3 separate regions of the Mus musculus genome follow, and all the other regions are linked to region 2. Evidence: chromatin contacts called from public Hi-C and HiChIP or PLAC-seq data. All regions are on one chromosome and are shown on one strand. The core of a region is the stretch at or near the end of the contact, and the rest is flanking DNA. Distances in the headings are between cores, read along the strand shown. Region 1 overlaps Igf2bp2 (insulin-like growth factor 2 mRNA binding protein 2). Region 2 overlaps Senp2 (SUMO/sentrin specific peptidase 2). Region 3 overlaps Igf2bp2 (insulin-like growth factor 2 mRNA binding protein 2).

Region 1 (3,078 bases), core at 231-2,730, 70 kb before region 2:
ACAACTGGGGTGTTCAGAGTTTGCATCACACGGGACCAATGGTTTCCTGTAACTGTGCTCACCTCACCTCCAGAGACCACACTCAGATTAACCTCCTGGAATCCTCCAGCTTACTTTCAATTACTCCCCCAAATTTTCAGGATCCTCCATTGCCTTAAAATAGTCTATATCTACTTGTAGAATCTATGGTTGCATAGCAAGCCCAAATTAGCTCAAATATAAACTCTGTATATGTACAGATTCTGTGGGTCAAGAATGGTGTAGTAAGTGCTGGGCGTGATGGCCCACGCCTTTAATCCCAGCACTTGGAAGGCAGAGGCAGGCAGATTTCTGAGTTCAAGGCCAACCTGGTCTACATAGTGAGTTCCAGGACAGCCAGGGCTACACAGAGAAACCCTGTCTCAAAAAACAAAACAAAACAACAAAACAAATAAGCAAACAAAAAAGCTATCCTAGCAGTCTACATTTTGAGCTGGAGAGATGACTCAGCGGTTAAAAGCACTGACTATTCTTCTGAAGGTCCTGAGTTCAAATCCCAGCAACCACATGGTGGCTCACAACCACCCGTAATGAGATCTGACGCCCTCTTCTGGAGTGTCTGAAGATAGCTACAGTGTACTTACATATAATAAATAAATAAATCTTAAAAAAAAAAAAAAAGAATGGTGTAGTAAGAGATTTTGTCTTTGCCCTATGTCTGGAATTTCTACTGGGAAGACTCAATGGCAGGGGTAATTGGGCATGGTAGTCTCCAAAACTCATTGATACTGCCCATCGTTAAACTTCGTTTCATGGCTAGCTGCTGGGAAGATTCAGACTTGTGTTGGTCTGGTGACCCAGCTTCCTAGTCTGTGGACTTAGTTCCCTGAAGGCAGAGGCTGGGGTGTGGAGCTCTGCCTGCCCCAGCAGAGGCTACGCTGCAGATTGAGCATGGAACCCTGTTCCTGCTCACCCTCTCTGTCTGAAGCTCAACCCAGGGGCTGCGCCGTAGGACTCTGGTGGGTTTCAGTGTCCACTAAGTATGGTGTCCTTTTCCAGGTGCAGGCCTCCCTGGGCCTGAGTCACCTCTGGTTTTGCTTGTGGGACTCGCCCTTGGGTTCTCCCTCTCCTTGATTGGCAGCTGCTCCCTGGGAAGCTTTGCTTGATATTTTTTTCTGCAGTTCTGCACAGCAGGCTTCTACATTTCATCCTTCATCCTTCTCGGCTCCCAGATGATAATTTATAACTGGCGCTGGATAAGGATTTCTAAAACTTCTCTTAAGTTCGGCTGTTTGCCCTGTTTGTTAAAATTCTAATTCGAGTAAGGCTCATTGAGATGTTTGGGGTTTTTGTGATCCATCTGTAGCCTGAACCACAGGAGGCCTGTGCTGGCCCTCTGCCCCGCCTTCTCTTTGCAGCAGGCTTGCTCTGACTGCAGTTTGGAATCGTCTTGTCTAGCTGCCTGCCTCTCAGCTCACTGCCTCACGGCACAGCTTTGATGAAAGGGGAAATGAATCACCAGTGTTGGATCAGGTGTTGACTTCCTGTGTACAACTTCCTGTTAGTGGGTGCACACAGATGGAATTTTTCGAATACTAATAAATCATTGACATTGATTTGATTTGCCTACATCTTGTGATGGCCCTGGCTGAGGAGAGGAAGGGTTTTCTTGATTACTTAGACATTCGCTCTCGGATCAAGCGACACACAGTAAATACACCTGTGTCTTCCTTTTGGAATGGCTGCAAAGGGGTTCAAGCTACTGGAGCTCAAGCGTCTTCTCAGATGCCTGAGATGGGAATCCCAAAGTCATCATTGTGGGAGCAGAGAAAAGCGCCTGGGCTGGAGTGCTAAGATGGCTGCCCGTGAGGCAGAGCAGGCTGCAGAGCAGGGTTGAGCTGCAGCTGTGAGTGTGGTGGAGGCCAGAGAGGCTGAGAGCAGACTGGTTCAGGTGACTGAAGGCCTGGACAAGTGGAAAGCAGTTTGAGAGTCAACAGAGTGGCTTTCTGGGGTTGGGGGTGTGTGTGGGGGGGGAGGTGTGTGTGGGGAGGTTGGGAGCTCTCTGTCTGTTAGGTTGGGTTGTCACCTGTATGTTAGGTGCTCTTTTTTTTTTTTTTTGGTTTTTTGTGACAGGATTTCTCTGTGTAGCCCTGGCTGTCCTGGAACTCGCTCTGTAGACCAGGCTGGCCTCGAACTCAGAAATCCTCCTGCCTCTACCTCCCAAGTGCTGGGATTAAAGGTGTGTGCCACCATGCCCGGCCCTAGGTGTCCATTTTATGGGAGCCTTGTGAGGGTGCTGCCCCCTTGCCCCAGCTTCATGTCTCTTCAGGCCTGGTTTTCTGATTTAACTTTAACACACCATGTGCTCATACACTTTAGTAACTCTGTAGAGGTGTGCCCTTCTATAAGGGGCAGCCATTGTCAGTGTACTGTGTGGCTGTGCTAGGCAGGTGAGGCCCTTCACATGTCTGAGAAAATGTTCTTGACAAAATCCTCCGAATTGGTTATAAATCACATTTTTATCTAGGAAGTTACCCCTAATTAATGTTCCTCAGTTTAAAGGCAGTAGATATATTTGAAATTTGGAGAAAACAAATTCAGTTGTTGTTGTTTTTAAAGCAATTTTTATTCTGTCTTACCATAGTCTGCTCATCTATTTTTCAAAAAGATTCTCTGGGATTTTTTTTTAATTAGGTATTTTCTTCATTTACATTTCAAATGCTATCTCAAAAGCCCCCCATCCCCTGATTTTTTTTGTTTTTTAAAGGTGAATTTAAATCCCTATATTTGTCTTGGTGCTAGGAGACTGATCCCAAGGCCTTGATCATACCAGGCAGTCTGGAGCTGTTCAGTCTCAGGAGATTTTTATGCATTCAAATTGTGTAACTTGAGCTCTAGAAGCTAATTAAAAAAAAAAATCAAGCCGGGCAGTGGTGGCGCACGCCTATAATCCCAGCACTTGGGAGGCAGAGGCAGGCGGATTTCTGAGTTCGAGGCCAGCCTGGTCACAGAGTGAGTTCCAGGACAGCCAGGGCTACACAGAGAAAACCTGTCTCAAAAAACCTAAAATAAATAAATAAATAAATAAATAAATAAATA
Region 2 (2,958 bases), core at 342-2,841:
AGAGAAACCCTGTCTCAAACAAAACAAAACAAACACAGTCAGATGGACCATATCTGGACTCTTGGCCACAGCTGGCAAGTCTGCTATAAAGTAATAACCACCCAGAACCCCAAGGACAGCAGGACAGCCTTCATTCATCATTCCTATGCTCAAGACAGTGGCCACTGGAGACCCATGCTCTTAAGAAGCACCTACTTGCCCACAAGCCCTTATAACTGAGGGATGAGAGACATCTGGGAAGGGCCCAACTTAAGAACTATTCGCTTATTCCTGAGTGCTGACTAGCTACCATACCGAGGAGACTCACAGTTCCTCATGGTTATTTGTAAATGTAATTTGCAAAGTGAGAAAACTTAATTCTAAATGAAATCTTAGAATTAAATGAGCCATGTACCTCTTTTCACTTCTCATTGAACAGAGAGGTCCTCTTGTTTCAACAACTCTATCTGTGGGGATGGAAAGAAAAGATCCTTTACTAACCAATCACAGGCTGGCATTTCAATCCACAGATTGCAAGGACCAGCACATTTGTCTGCATCGATGCTAATGTGAGTTAAAAAGCACTGGGGGCCTCACAAAGAAGCACCTAAAGTACATGTAACTTTTTCTTCCTTAAATCCTGAGCACAACTGATACCAGTTCATTCCATAAGCTAAAGTCATTCAGTGAACAGTTATTGGAGAAATATAAGGAAGTAAATCAATTTTAATCTCACAAAATACAATACTATACAGGCATTTCAACAATCAACTTAATCTCAAAACAGTTTTCTTTTTTAAAATAAAACTTCAGGTACTAGATAAGTGCTAGCCAATGTCTTGAAGCCTGACAATATTTTATGGCCTGGTATACCATATTTCAGTAGCGTGCTCTCACATAAACTATGGGCAGTGTCTTAAGAAAGAGCTAAATGTGGAACTCACACTGTTTTGGAACAAAATGGGTTGTTCTGACGCCATGATTCTGCTCCTCCACCCAGCCTTTGGTCTTTAATGTGTCCATCTGAATTCTCTGAGAACTTAGAAAGACAACAGTGAGGAAGATAAGATCACATACAAGGGGAGACAGACCTTAGAGTACAAGTATTCCCATCCCAACCCATAGCAGGAGAACAACAAAACCTACGATACGTAACGGCTAAAGTTAAAATTCCCAGATAACAATTCATTCTTTCTGCATTCAATAAGCTAGACAATGCTGTGACTCAACTTGCTAGTTCCATACTTATGAGACTCTGCGTCTTTGCAATCACGTGCTAAGTTACAAGATGAGCTGACACTCTGGACCTGCACATTCCTGCCCACCTCTCCAGATCAGACATCACTTCCTCTCCACCCTCACTTATCTGCAATGTCAGAAGCAAAGTCCTTATGACTAGTTGACTTTAATCTTGTTTCTAAGCAGAAGATGCTAAAGTGCAATCACCAGATGCCTCAGAGATTGTGTGTGTGTGTGTGTGTGTGTGTGTGTGTGTGTGTGTGTGTGTGTGTGTGTGTGTAAGGCAAGGAAAATGAAATACAAAGACTGTGACAGGGTAAAGAAGGAAGCAAAAAAGGGAAGGAAAAGCTGGGCAGCAGGAAGGAACCAGGACAAAGGCAGGCAGGCAGACAGACAGACAGACGTTGTGGGAAGTATTTGTGTTGACAAGTCTGGGAGGGGATTTCCTTTTGCTACATGAGTAAGAGTTCATGTGAGTTAGATGTGGTATCAAATGAATATAATCCCAGCAAGTGGGAAGTGGAGGTAGAGAACTATAAATTCCAAGCTAGCCTATGCTAGATAGTGAGATCTTGTCTTGAAAAACAACAAAACAAAACAAAACAAAAAATCAAAACAAACAAATAAACAAACCCAGCCAGGCAGTGGTGGTGTACACCTTCAATCCCAGCAGAATTCAGGAAGCAGACGCAGGCAGATCACTGTGAGTTTGAGGCCAGCCTGGTCTACAGAGTGAGTTCCAGGACAGTCAAGACTACACACAGAGAAACTCTTTCTCAAAATACAAAAAACAAACAAACAAAAAAAAAAAAAAAAAGAAAGAAAGAAAAAAGAATTCATGTGGGCAAAGGACTGTAAAACTAACAGAAAATCCCATTCTGTAGCCACTGTGTAATATCAGACGTTGTCTAAGCACTGTGTACAGTGTCAGACAAACTACACCGCAGTTCTCTTCACACCATCACCGCTCTAAAACCAAAAAAATGGATCTGTACTAAGGAAAAAGTCTCACAAAGCAATTTCTCTTACCTGTGGTGTGAAACCGTGGGAGGGAACGTGCTTCCATGAGCACCTTCTTTAAGTCGCTCCAATAACTTTCGATACTTTTCTCTTTCATCCTTTTGGACACCCTGAATATAAAGTACGCGAGGTGAGTAGTAGCACAGAAACTTAGCCTCAGATCTAAGTAGACACTAGCCGGGGAGAGGTAGCCACAGACAGACTTCACTTGGAGCACATTGCTCTTAGAGTTGCTTTAGTCAAATTCTAGTTTTATACTTCTTTAAAAATCCCAGGGCTGGGGAGATGGCTCAGTGGTTAAGAGCACTGACTGCTCTTCCAGAGGCCCTGAGTTCAAATCCCAGCAACCACATGGTGGCTCACAACCATCTGTAATGGGATCTGATGCCCTCTTCTGGTGTGTCTGAAGACAGCTACAGTGTGTTCATATAAATAAATAAATAAATAAATAAATAAATAAATAAATAATAATAATAATATAAATAATAATAAAAAAAATCCCAAATCCTGCCAGGCGTGGTAGCACACGCCTTTAATCCCAGCACTCGGGAGGCAGAGGCAGGCGGATTTCTGAGTTCGAGGCCAGCCTAGTCTACAAAATGAGTTCCAAGACAGCTAGGGGCTACATAGAGAAACCCTGTCTCAAAAAACAAAAGAGAAAAAGAAAAAAAACCAAATCCTGAGCTCTTTAGAGAACAACTACATGGAGCCCTCCCCTTT
Region 3 (2,867 bases), core at 129-2,628, 92 kb before region 2:
AGCAGGAGATCATGTCAAGTGAGACAAGCTGGGCTCAGAAAGACAAAGACCAGGGGTTTTCTCTCCTATGTCTACGCTAGACTCTAAAATATAGGAAGGTCATGGAAGGGGGACTGTGTAAGGAGAGAGAAGGGTCTAACTGGAGGGGAGAGCCAGGGACAAGAAAGGGGAGAGGAATAAGAGTGTGTGTGTGTGTGTGAGAGAGAGAGAGAGAGAGAGAGAGAGTGTGAAAGAGAGGACTGTCTGATGGGAGAAGAGGAGCCATCAGTAGATAAAAGGAGAACAGTGGCAGAGCAGATCTGATTAGCCACACAGACGAATTATTTTGATGTTTATTGCTATTTAAATTGCACTTGATAAGAGCTCCTATTTGATAGTAGCTGAAAATGTGGGCCCCATTGCAGTGGTCAACAGCTGTGGACAGTAAGTTCGTTACCCAACTATAAGAAACTGCATCTTCCTTTCCTTTCCTTTCCTTTCCTTTCCTTTCCTTTCCTTTCCTTTCCTTTCCTTTCCTTTCCTTTCCTTTCCTTGCCTGCATCTTTCTTCCTTCCTTCCTGCATCTTTCTTCCTTCCTTCCTTCCTTCCTTCCTTCCTTCCTTCCTTCCTTCCTTTTAAGATTTATTTATTTTATGTAAATGAGTACACTCTTACTCTTTTCAGACACACCAGAAGAAGGCATCAGATCCCATTACAGATGGCTGTGAGCCACCATGTGATTGCTGGGAATTGAACTCAGGACTTCTGGAAGAGAAGTTGGTGCTCTTAACCGCTGAGTCATCTCTCCAGCCCCCAAAATGCACATTTTCTCCATGTGTCTCTGCCTTTGGTTTGGGGGAAGAAGTGGAGCAAGCAGGTGATGTTTTTACAGAACTGAAGCTCATGTATCTGTACCCATTACGGTTGCTCCTTACAAAGAGCCTGCCTTTAGGAATAGTCTGCATTTAGGCTCACAGCGTCACTTCCTGATGGACAGGAATTTCACCCAAGAGATCTGTTACCATTGTAGTCTCATCTGTCTAGAAATCTAGAACCAGCATGTTTTCTGTTCTCGGGTTCCACAGGACTTCTATAGTCAACAAGTTTAAGTTAAGGGTGAAATCAGGATCTGGCCGTGAACTTGTTGTTGAAGCCCCGACTGTGGGAAGCGTGGCTCAGCTTCCCCAGTCTCCCAGCCCTGCTCCATGCTTCCTTGCTTTTGGAAGCATCTTCTCCATGGGTCCCTATCCTTCAGGCACCCACAGTGAGGAGGGCATGGTGCATCATATCATACATCAGCATCTAGGACACTGACAAGAGGGCAGAGAGAACAGGAAGGAAGCGAGTGGTCAGAGCCCGAGCAGGGAGGGGGCCTGTGCGCCTCGCCATGCTCACGTGCTCACGCCTCGCCGCGCCTCGCCTCACCATGCCTCGCCTGCTCCTCTGCTGACCTGCGCTCGCTGCTTCTCACTGGTGTCCACAGCAAGCCCCTCTCCCACTGCTGCCACGTAAACTTGAGCTTACCGGTCCAAAGAATATGTGTCTCAATTTTATTTTGTGTGTATCCCTTGTATCACTAAATAGATAGCTAAATGGGGGAAGCGTGTGTGTTTAGAGCAGAAGTTAGAGCAAATCACTGCTTTGGCAGCTTTGGGCCAAAAAAAGAAACTAAAACTCTCTAAGTGTGCTTTCTATTCTGAGGCCGCCACAAGATGTTTTGTGCTGCAGTTGATTCCTCGGTCATGAGAAGTCGTAGGAGGGGCTCAGCATGACGCTATCTCTCAAAAAAATATTAATTTGGACTTGAGTTTAAAATTAGCAAGGGGAAGGAGGGGGAAGAAATAAATCATTGGACTCAAGTGATCCGGAAGCCAAAGAGTAGACACCTCATGGTGGGAGGGGAGACATACATAGATAGTTCCTGCCAGTACAGCCACACCGTCTCCGGGTAGCACTGTGAGACCTGTCAAGTAGAACCCTCAGTGAGTTGTAACCCAGGTCACCCCTCGTGTAGGCTGGAACCTGAGTCAGTAAGGCTTGTGACTAATGGCTTGTCATGTCAGCTGCTTTATCGTAACATAATGACACACAGGAGAGGCGGTCACTACCTATTTTTAGGGATCTTCCTTCTGGGAATCATGGTGAACGTGGTCTGCAGAAAACCACTTCCGGGCCTGTGTTGTAGACCTCCCAAGACAGAGCCACCTCCTGGCGAACTATGGGTGCTCCGAGATCACACCCTCCACATACTTGAGATCTGAATTGTTCAAGAGTTACAGGTATTTATATACCTGAATGAAATAACCAGGTCCTAGCTATGAACCCAGCAGCAGAAGTTGCTACAGATGTGAATGGAGACCTCACATGGTTGTTCCATTTTCTGAAAGTCTACTTTGTCCCTGGGGTGTGCAGTAAGTCAGGCACTGGAGCTGAGGCCCTGCTTAGAGTCCTTACCGCTTAGAGGCCTCTCTTAGCTCCCTACATTGAGAGAAGACAGAAGCCTGCCAAAACACCAAGGATGATATTTAAATGATTGAGGCTTTTCCTGCTAATAACTTGTCTATGTTACATTTTTCAGTCTGTTTCAATTGCTTGATCAATAGGATTTTTTTTTTTTTTTTCTTTAAGACTGATAGCCTAGGTTCATGTAGTGGGCAGGTCTCAAGGGAAGCAAGCAGGGTGTCCACAAGCCACTCAGAGCTGCTCAGTGAATACAGCTTAGCCTCTGGCCCTTGTTACTGCTTGAGCGCCGCCTCCTTTGGGATAACTCCAGACCCACCCCCTCCTGATTGCTTACTCTGTAGTCTTATTTAGGAGCGGAGTGCATGGTGGGAAGAACTTAGGCAATTACTTGTTTCACTAGATAATTTCATGTGACCCTTCTGGAA

The links. Hi-C and Micro-C count contacts between places; a contact is called where the count stands out from the background. HiChIP or PLAC-seq counts read pairs in DNA pulled down with a chosen protein or histone mark.
Region 1: a contact with region 2 is called in an H3K4me3 HiChIP or PLAC-seq map of bone marrow-derived macrophages, with 2.6 times the contacts expected there. The contact joins two enhancer-like sites. A contact is called at or near these places in 1 of 39 promoter capture datasets (neutrophils), 2 of 484 Hi-C or Micro-C datasets (the C10 cell line and nephron progenitors), 2 of 115 datasets of contacts at active chromatin or transcription factors (bone marrow-derived macrophages and embryonic stem cells) and 3 of 9 other capture datasets (adipose tissue, liver and pancreatic islet).
Region 3: a contact with region 2 is called in a Hi-C map of bone marrow-derived macrophages, with 38 read pairs. The contact joins two enhancer-like sites. A contact is called at or near these places in 3 of 39 promoter capture datasets (the C10 cell line, epiblast stem cells and neutrophils), 7 of 484 Hi-C or Micro-C datasets (the CH12 cell line, the P5424 cell line, Sertoli cells and 4 more), 6 of 115 datasets of contacts at active chromatin or transcription factors (bone marrow-derived macrophages, embryonic stem cells and microglia) and 4 of 9 other capture datasets (adipose tissue, bone marrow-derived macrophages, liver and 1 more).

What each region holds. Positions count from the first base shown.
Region 1 is chr16:22,096,208-22,099,285 of GRCm38.p6, reverse strand. All of the region lies in intron 2 of Igf2bp2 (insulin-like growth factor 2 mRNA binding protein 2), which reads left to right. Among named protein-coding and RNA genes, the nearest start is that of Igf2bp2, 66 kb to the left of the region's middle. Within about 2 kb of position 1,480, at least 50 of the 459 cell types and tissues checked have an H3K27ac peak or open chromatin away from gene starts, as enhancers often do. A contact at or near this core is called in bone marrow-derived macrophages, where this site is marked.
Region 2 is chr16:22,026,029-22,028,986 of GRCm38.p6, reverse strand. It overlaps Senp2 (SUMO/sentrin specific peptidase 2), which reads right to left. Exons shown (of 17, transcript NM_029457.3): 7 at 2,248-2,348; 8 at 924-1,018; 9 at 395-446. Among named protein-coding and RNA genes, the nearest start is that of Senp2, 18 kb to the right of the region's middle. Within about 2 kb of position 1,591, at least 18 of the 459 cell types and tissues checked have an H3K27ac peak or open chromatin away from gene starts, as enhancers often do. A contact at or near this core is called in bone marrow-derived macrophages and microglia, where this site is marked.
Region 3 is chr16:22,118,217-22,121,083 of GRCm38.p6, reverse strand. All of the region lies in intron 2 of Igf2bp2 (insulin-like growth factor 2 mRNA binding protein 2), which reads left to right. Among named protein-coding and RNA genes, the nearest start is that of Igf2bp2, 44 kb to the left of the region's middle. Within about 2 kb of position 1,378, at least 116 of the 459 cell types and tissues checked have an H3K27ac peak or open chromatin away from gene starts, as enhancers often do. A contact at or near this core is called in bone marrow-derived macrophages and microglia, where this site is marked.